Regions from separate parts of the Neogale vison genome. Here region 1 is linked to region 2. A link is a contact called in public Hi-C data. All regions are on one chromosome and are shown on one strand. The core of a region is the stretch at or near the end of the contact, and the rest is flanking DNA. Distances in the headings are between cores, read along the strand shown. Region 1 holds the start of TGFB2 (transforming growth factor beta-2 proprotein). Region 2 has its middle 79 kb from the start of LYPLAL1.

Region 1 (4,671 bases), core at 1,375-3,874, 560 kb before region 2:
GAAGCACATGTTTCTGTTGGGAAGGGTTGTCGGGAGAATTTATTACTTACATTGTTTTTCTAGAAGTGAAGTAGATGGACTTTGGCTAATCTCTCCGTACTCTAATCTGAATCCACTTAACCTCAGGTCAGTTTGTGTCTATACCACGGAGGTAGTCTCGCTGGTTTGCAGGGAGGCTGAACCTGTGACCTCCACAGAGCATCACGACGGAGGTCACCGCCGCAGCATTTGGGTCACCAGCTCTAGTTTGCATGTCTTCCTCTGCTTTCTAGAACAAACGAATATTCACTTTCCCCCCCTTGGTGTAGAGCTGATCTTTTGCTGTTCTCCAGCTGAACTCAAAGGGGTGGCAGCTTGATGAGTCTGGGGGAGAGCTAGGCCCACAGTAGCTCCTTTTGATTCTATCTCTGTTGGCTACTAGAAGTGCAGCTGGTGGTCCAGCTCTTTTTTCAAGACACTTCAATTTGAAACTGGCCACGAGGAAAGGAAACTACTAATGCCGATTCATCTGTAACTTTCAGAAGCAGATTGGAACAATCTCTTTATGTCTGAGTTTTCCAGTGTGCCCTAATAGGTAAAGAATCCCATGTTCAAGGGAGTTCAGAATATGCTACGTTAAAAGACCTGAACAATTTTTTTTTTTTCCTGCAAGATTTTCAGAGCCTTTAACAGGATGATGGGAATTGTCAATCTGCAAGAAGGAACAGGGCCTGCGTATCTCCCAGACTTCCCATCACCTTCGAATCCATGTTTGTCGGGCATGTTCTGGTACCAGTTTACATAGGGCATCTTAGTCTGCAGGCAACGGATCCTGACTGTAAAATGCAGCTCTACCACTTACCATGGAAAAGAAACGTCTGAACTAGGGAATAATATAGAGGCTTTGAGTTTGGGGGAATAGTCAACAGAGTTTCCACTTTAAACCCTCTGTCTAATCAGTATGGCCATCGTCATGATGAAATGAAAATGTTGACTTTGAGTAACTGAAGGTAAAATAGAAAGACAAAGGGAAAAGTGAACCATGGCAAGAATCATTCTTAGACTCATCTAATTGAGACTAGGTTGAAATAGAAAATGTCAAGTAGTGTGTAGTGCCTAGCAGTAGACATCACTTTAAAATTCCGGCTTTCGGGGTGTATGCTATGGAAAGAATGAAGTTGGTTGCTGATGTCTACCTGGGAAAGAAGGCAAGGAAGAGAAAGTCCTATGAAGAAGTGGCATAGGCAGCAAGCTAAGGTATTCATTCATTCATACAGTGAAACAAGTACATCTAGTTCATTCTCTAAGTAAAAAAAGTGCTGTTTTCATGTTCTCATCAGTTTACAGTGAAATGGGGGACTAGACTGTAAAAAAACAAACCCTAATAAGATAATCTTTAGGAGAGATGTACTAGCCTAGTGTTAGGGGATCTCAGAAAATGATTCCACTAAAAATGTAGGAAGTGAATCTTAGATTGGAAGCATGTCTCAGGGCTGGGGGCATCCTGAGTAAACTGTGTGATGCACATTCACGAGAGAGAGAGAGAGAGAGAGAGAGTTGTGTGTGTACAGTACAGAAGGGAAGACTTTCTAGAGCAAGTGATTGAGTTTGGGAGGCTGTGCGTGAGCCACATTAAGTAAAAACGGGAGGCCTGATAGCTTGTCCTTCAACAGACCGGTCCAAAATGACTATATAAAGTAAATACCATAAATCACTGTTGTCAGGGCGCACACTCCACCTCCTCCCTCCCTTGCCCGCAGCCGTCCTCATTTCCACACCCCCTCCACGGTTCGGGGAGAGCTCGTGGTCTAAGTAAACGAGAGGACTTCTGACTGTAATCCTAGCACGTCACTTTGTTGAAGGCAAACACGTGGTTCCGAGAGAACTTATAAATCTCCCCTCCCAGGCAAGATCGTGATGTTATCTGCTGGCAGCAGAAGGTTCGCTCCGAGGGGAGCTCCAGAAGCCCCCGACGAGAGAGAAAGAGAGAGAGAGAGAGGAGAAGAGAGCAAGGCAGGAGAGGTAGACGAGCGAGCGAGAGACAGGAGCACAGAGAAGAGCAGGGGCGCGGGGGACGGAGACCCGGGGAAGGGATGGAGAACCGTGTAACGGTCTAGGGAGCCGCGGGGCAGCGGAGCGAGGGGCTGCCCGGCTGCAGGAAGTCGGAGGAGAGGGTCTGTCGCAGGGTGCCAAGTGCCCACCTACCCGCCGCGAGAAAGTCCGAGTGGGAGGGGAACCGGGAGAGGCTGGGAAAGGGTGGGAGTCCAAGGGACCCCCTCGTCGCCCCTTTAGGAGAAACACTGCCCAGGCAGCGCGCCCCCGGGGCTGACTGCAACGGCGGCAGCTGGTCGTCTATTGCCGGGTTGGCGTCTGGAGCGAGAGCAGAAGGAGGAGCAGGAGAAGGAGGGAGGTGGAGGCTGGACGCGTCCGCGAGCGGCGGCACGACGTGGAGTAGCCGGGCGGGTCGGCGCGCGCCGGCCGGGCTGTCGGCCACCGCGCGCAGCTCCGGGAGCAGGATCGTCGCCGCCTCCGCCGCCGCCGCCGCGGCCCGCGCAGGACCCGACCGCGTCCCGAGCGCCGTGCGGAGCGCACCCGCCTCCCCGCGGCGCGCCGGCTCGCCCCCAGCGCGCGCACAGGCGCGCGCGCACACACACTCGCTCACACACTCACACACTCACACACGTGTGCGCTCTCCGCTCCGGAGCCGCGGCTGCTCCTGCTCTCAGCGCCGCAGTGGAAGGCAGGGCCGAACCGCTCCTTCTTTAAATACTTAAATTACCGCCCGGCCAGCCTCGGCGGCCCCCCGCACAGCGCTCCCGGCGCCCCTCCCGCCAGCTCGCCGGCTGCCAGCCCCGGGACCTTTTCATCTCTTCCCTTTTGGCCGGAGGAGCCGAGTTCAGATCCGCCACTCCGCACCGAAACTGACACACTGAACTCCGTTGCCTCCTCTTAAATTTATTCCTGCCTAATAGCCACTCGTCTCTTTTTTCCCCCTCATCTCGTCGCTCCAAGAAAACTTTTTCTTACTCCCCAAAGTTAGAGTCCCCCCTGCCCATCGTGTATTACTATTTCCACTTTTGGAACGACTTGCATTTTCTTTTTAAAGGAACTCAAGCAAGATACCTTTTTCTATCGGACGTTGACTCTCGATTGTTTGCAAAAGTTTCGCATTAAAAAAAAAAAAAAAATCTACCTGATCTGTACTTGAGAGTTGTTGGTTTCTTTTTTTTTTTCCTTAGTTGTTTTTTTTTTTTTTACTTTTTTTTTTTATTATTATTTTTCCACCTTTAAAAAAAATGCACTACTGTGTGCTGAGCGCTTTTCTGCTCCTGCATCTGGTCACGGCCGCGCTCAGCCTGTCTACCTGCAGCACGCTCGATATGGACCAGTTCATGCGCAAGAGGATCGAGGCGATCCGCGGGCAGATCCTGAGCAAGCTGAAGCTCACCAGCCCCCCAGAAGACTATCCCGAACCCGAGGAAGTGCCCCCGGAGGTGATTTCCATCTACAACAGCACCAGGGACTTGCTCCAGGAGAAGGCGAGCCGGAGGGCGGCCGCCTGCGAGCGCGAGAGGAGCGACGAGGAGTACTACGCCAAGGAGGTTTACAAAATAGACATGCCGCCCTTCTTCCCCTCGGAAAGTAAGTACTGTTCTTTCGCTTCCATTCCCTGAGGCTTAGCGCGGCCAGAGGCTCTCGGAGCCGCCACGACTCCGGGGACGGCCCTTCCCGCCCGGGGTCGGGGCCGCGCTCCCCTCCCCTCCCCGGTCCTGCGTCCCACCCACCTCCCTGCCCGTTGCGTGCCTGAGAGCCTTAGGCTTGCAGTCGGCCACTTTCGACTTGGTTTTCTCCATGTCTCCCTTCCCCCCACGCCTCGGTCCTGTACGAGGCGTTAGGCTCTCCTTCTGGCCCCTGAAAGTCTCTTCCCGGCCACCAGCCAGGGCTCAGCCCCCCTCCTCGGTCGCACGCGAGGCGCTCCCCGGGGCCGAGTTAGACCGGGACGTCTCGGTGGGCTTGTTTTCTCCGCGGGGACCCCACCGAACTGGCGCACGAAGGGTTAAAAAAAGAGTGGCTCAAACCTAGCCTCTCCGGAAGGCGCCCCTTTCCGGGCCGACCTATCAGCGGGTTCCCCAAGCCTTCCCTATTGTCTCTAACGCCCCTAAAAATGTCAGCATCGCCAGGACAAAACCCCATTTGGAGACCCCTCCAAAAGCACCTCCGAACCCCCAGTTCTTGGACCTCCTGCCACAGCGGGTGCTTACACCCCCGCCCCCCAAGGCGAGATCTTGTCACCTCGTCCCCTCTCGATTTCACCTGGAGTGGCAGGAAAGACAACTTCGCTTCTGACGACGTCAAAAAAGTGTTTTACTTCGCGTTATTTTTCAGAATTCCCTCGGACCTGTCTTCTTAAGGTCGCGGGTGGAGCAGATCATTTTCCTGACGGGTTTACCGTTGAACTTTCTCCCTCTCGAGCCCTCGGCTCCCAGAGCTTTCTGTGGCTTCCTTGCAGTTACTTCGGCGTGTTCCTAAATCTTACAGAGAGTAGAGGACAACCGAGTTTTTTGTTTGTTTATTTGCTTGTTTTTTTTTTTTTTGTTGTTGTTGTTTTTAATGTTTTTAAACTGGCTTCTCCGAGGGCAGCGTCCTCAATACCAGGGGCAAACAGTAGCGACGGGCGTGAAGTGATTGATC
Region 2 (4,346 bases), core at 1,317-3,816:
GAGTAATGGTACAAGACGAATGTTGCAGGAAAATACTGCAATACTTGTAGAACAAAAATGTATCATCATAAATAATGTTTTAAAAAGTAGTATCAAGTGTTTCTTTGTTGGCATACCTAATTATTGGTCATTGGTTTCCCTGAAAAAGAATTTTTTTAAGATTTTATTTATGTGTTTGACAGAGAGAGCACAAGAAGGTAGAGCAGCAGGCAGAGGCAGAGAGAGAAGCAGGCTCTCCGTTGAGCAGGGAGCAAGACAGGGGGCTCAATCCCAGGACCCTGGGATCATGATCTGAGCCCAAGGCAGATGCTCAACTTACTAGCCACCCAGGGGCCCCCTGAAAAAGCATTTGACTTTCAAGTTATTTTCACTCTTTTTCACTGGGGATACATGAAATTTATTCTGTTGGCTAACTGAGAAATCTAATCTCAGTATCTGTCTACTAAAGCCTGGAATTGTTCATACTAGAAAATCCTCCATGTTACAGATATTTTTCCCGTCATGTTTATGAAACATTATATTTAATCTGTTTTTGTGTTTGTACAAATTTCAAATCACATACTATGCTGGTGTTTGGATTTTCTGTGATTTGAAAATAATCCGTAATTATATCTCATTTTGAGCTAATAAAAAATGATCTGCAACACTACACAGAGTAGGCTATATACAATTCAGTTTCTTAAATGCTGTGTTAAAATAAAATTTACACACAGAATGCATTAAAAGAACCAGAGTATATGACATCAGAATTTCTATTTCTATCACTCTCTAATACAAGAGGGGAGTAATTCTAAAACTAACTGAAAATACATACTGAATGGAAACACTTAGCTATGAAATTAGGTATTTCCACTTAAAATTGCTACTTGGATAATATGTTTTCCATATTCCCACACATTATAATACTGTAAATATTTTTATGCCCAAAGTTTGCATCTTCATGAAGAAAAATAATGAGTTACGAAGAGAATTAAAACAGATCTTATTACTTCCTGATTTGGTGTTTCAATGATCAATCTATATCTTCCTCTTAAATATCTGGCTGCATTTTGGTATAGAAAATTCTGTACCAAGGGAATACATAAGGCAAAAGCTGTACACAGATGTTCACATTTTAACTGTAGTTTGGTTCCCATAATCAGGGTCTTTTTTTTTTTTTAAGATTTTTAAAATTATTTATTTGATAGACAGAGAGAGATCACAAGTAGGCAGAGAGGCAGGCAGAGAGAGAGGGGGAAGCAGGCTCCCCGCTGAGCAGAGAGCCCGACGCGGGGCTCCATCCCAGGACCCTGAGATCATGACCTGAGCCAAAGGCAGAGGCTTAACCCACTGAGCCACCCAGGCGCCCCCATAATCAGGGTCTTATCCTCACTTTCTTACTTGTGCACTAATTTGTTCAAGTCCTACCTTTTGAGCAAGGTTGTCTACAATCATCACATTTCTAGACCCCTGGCTGAGACATGCTTTGTCATTGTTCCCAACCCTACTGTACAAATGCCAGACTTGTCTCGCACCTTGGCCTGGCTTAGCATCTGGAACTCCAGAGGTCCACGTAGGGGAGGGCACGCATTATTTGGATGGACCGTATCAGACCACGGAGAAGAGGAGCCCAGTGAACGACCAGAATTGGCTCGTCAGAGGAGAAGCAGAGATGTGGAGCTGCCAAAAGAGACGGGTGAGCTATTTTGTAGTGGAGACAAAGCCAAATGGAGTGATCGGGTTCAGGAGGCGGTAGAAAGGTGTCGCCGAAGTACAAGCAAGTGATGCCTAAGATTGATGGTGTGGAATCGGGCCACGCTGCCTGAAACAACAGTCATGTTTTCTTTATTTCTCTTGGGGAGGCAGCAGGGTCAAGACCTAAACATCCTATAGGAACCATTTTGCCATTTGAAACGAATCCGCGATCTCAAACCCTCTCCCTCCCTACCCCAGGGTTCATAGGACCTGTGTAATCCTTCGGTTACAAAAAGCACTTCAGAACCCAAAATGCAGGCCAGTTGTGAAGCCTTCAGTTCACCAAGGCCCAGCCTCGGGGCTAAATGGGAGCATTCTGCCAGCCACCAAACTTAACAGCCTTTAAACATGTGCAACATTTCTCTAAGCAAATTGGTCCCTTAATAGGGTAAAATGTGCGGCACCCAAGGGGAAATGCTGGTGATCTCATGGTCCAAAACTGATGGAGTCGCAGCACCGTATTCCTGAAAAGCACTCATACTTTCCACTTTGATAAAGCCAGAAGCAAATACGAGAGTCAGTCGGTTTTGACACCCATTGTTCATTCTCGCTGAACTTTTCTTCCTATATAGCAGAGCACAGTGGTTTAATTCATAGTGTATGAGATTTTTAAAATAGAAGCCATCTGAAATTTTTTTTCTATATTAATCCGTGGTTTCTAAAGATCCACAGGGATAAATAAACCCTGCAGGCTGGCAGGGGGTTTTGTGGCATAACCTCTGGTAGTTATAAACAGTAAACAAAACATAGTAACCATTTTAAGCACAAGAGATTGCTGTATCGCAGGGGGCATAAATCATTAGCTTAATAATTTCAGCAGCAGTGTCTCCAAAGCAAAATTAAGCCAACAGTTCCCCCTGTGGCAATAATGAAGTACTGTAATGCTAAAAAAAAAAAAAAAAGCAACCAAGAGAAGGCATGATTGTGCCTCTCAAATGATTGAAAATCCAAGTTCAATACATAACTGTAGATCTCTTGTCCCTGTGCTGTTCTTTTGAGAGATGGGGAAGGAGTTGCCTCTAAAGCCCATGTCTATTCTTGTAGACAGTTTGACAAACACAAGTGTGCTTTCATTCAAGCCCCCAATGGCTAGGATGTGCTGTAGGTAGGGCATGAATGTGATGACATATCACCATTGAGAAGATGACAAATTTCTCTCTGTTGTATAGGGAGACATTATTCATAGATTTAGAAGGGAGCCAAAAGAATGCTAGGCCCAGGATAGGACAGAGAGATGACAAAGCTCCCCTCTTAGGGGCTCTCAAGCCACATGCCAATAATCTGAAAGAAAACACCTTCCAGTCGTGAGCGGGACCACTGTACCCAGCCACAGAATAAAACCATCCTGCTCCCCCCTCCTTCCCATGAGTTTCCCCAACTGCCAAAGTTCATGTCTTTCTAACTGGCTAATGATTTGTTCATTTTGGACAAGTGTACTTGGCTATGGGATATTATCAAACAAGAGGAATCAAGGAGGTCTCGGTTGTGTCAAGTCTATAGAACTTTCATTTTTCACCTTTTTTTTCATCCAGTTTATGAAATCAGTATAGTCTTGCCCTTATCCTCAAAAAAAGAAAGTTCTGATTGAAGACAGTTTTTTTCCCTCAATAATGCCATTTCTTTAATTTAGCATCTTACCTACTAACAACATTCCCTATGTTTTTGGAGTGCCTATTATGGACATAATGATCTCTTGAGAATGGATCTGGTTTAAAAATGGTATGCCTCAGTTAAATAGAAGCTGTATTATTTGCACAAAGTTAACTATCACCTTGACTATTTTATTCAGTGGACTGAGGTGGTGATCTGTTTGACAATATAGGGATACAGAATAAACTGGAGTGTATAGGGTCAGGGTCACTTGTATTGGATAAACTTATCTAGGCACTTTAAAAGTGGTCAGGAAATGTATTTTCTTTCTCATTTTTGTTATACTTTATTTCCAATTATGATGCTTTCTTTAGACAAAGTTGTCTTAAAGAACCCAATGATTGTCCTCTGAAAATTTAATTATAGATATCTTTTATTTTGGATACATAGCCTCTCTTTTATTAATCCGAAATAAGAAAATGGGAAGGAGAGATGGCTCTCTCTGCAACTATAGGAAAAAACCTTTCTCCACCAACTAAATAAATTTTTATACCTTGTAATTCCCTTAAAAAAAAAAACAAAAACCAACCAACCAACAAACAAAAAACCACCTCTAGCCTAATCACTATTCCATGTGTTGTAAGAATGGCATGGAAGTAATCTTGCATACAAAGTGGTGAGCAGGGCATCTTGCTAATCATCCAAGAAGGTCAAAGCTGGATCCTAAAGAAAGTTGTGAGGGAAATGTATTTGTCTTTATTGCTCCTTTCTCCCTTCTCCAGGCCCTCCCCTCTTGTTAGCCCCTCACTGTCCCACCTGACCTCTTCAGGGAGTCTGCTAATTATTGCCACCATTCTTATCTAAATTTAGTTCCTTCCAAAGGTACCTCATTCTTATGGCTGATAACAGGATACAACTAACCTCACTCCTGCAGCCAGAGGCAAAAACACATAGAAGATAAACCCATCTGACACACAGTGGAGGAACAGGCTAAGAATGAACCTAACCAAACCCAAGTCAAC

The links. Hi-C and Micro-C count contacts between places; a contact is called where the count stands out from the background.
Region 1: a contact with region 2 is called in a Hi-C map of fibroblasts, with 8 times the contacts expected there. The contact joins the promoter of TGFB2 here to the enhancer-like site in region 2. A contact is called at or near these places in 2 of 3 Hi-C or Micro-C datasets (fibroblasts and muscle).

Annotation. Positions count from the first base shown.
Region 1 is chr10:13,347,610-13,352,280 of ASM_NN_V1, reverse strand. TGFB2 (transforming growth factor beta-2 proprotein) reads left to right here and starts at 2,624. Exons shown (of 8, transcript XM_044266821.1): 1 at 2,624-3,621. The coding sequence starts at 3,276.
Region 2 is chr10:12,788,386-12,792,731 of ASM_NN_V1, reverse strand. No RefSeq gene overlaps it. Among named protein-coding and RNA genes, the nearest start is that of LYPLAL1, 79 kb to the right of the region's middle. Within about 2 kb of position 2,566, the one cell type or tissue checked has open chromatin away from gene starts, as enhancers often do. A contact at or near this core is called in fibroblasts, where this site is marked.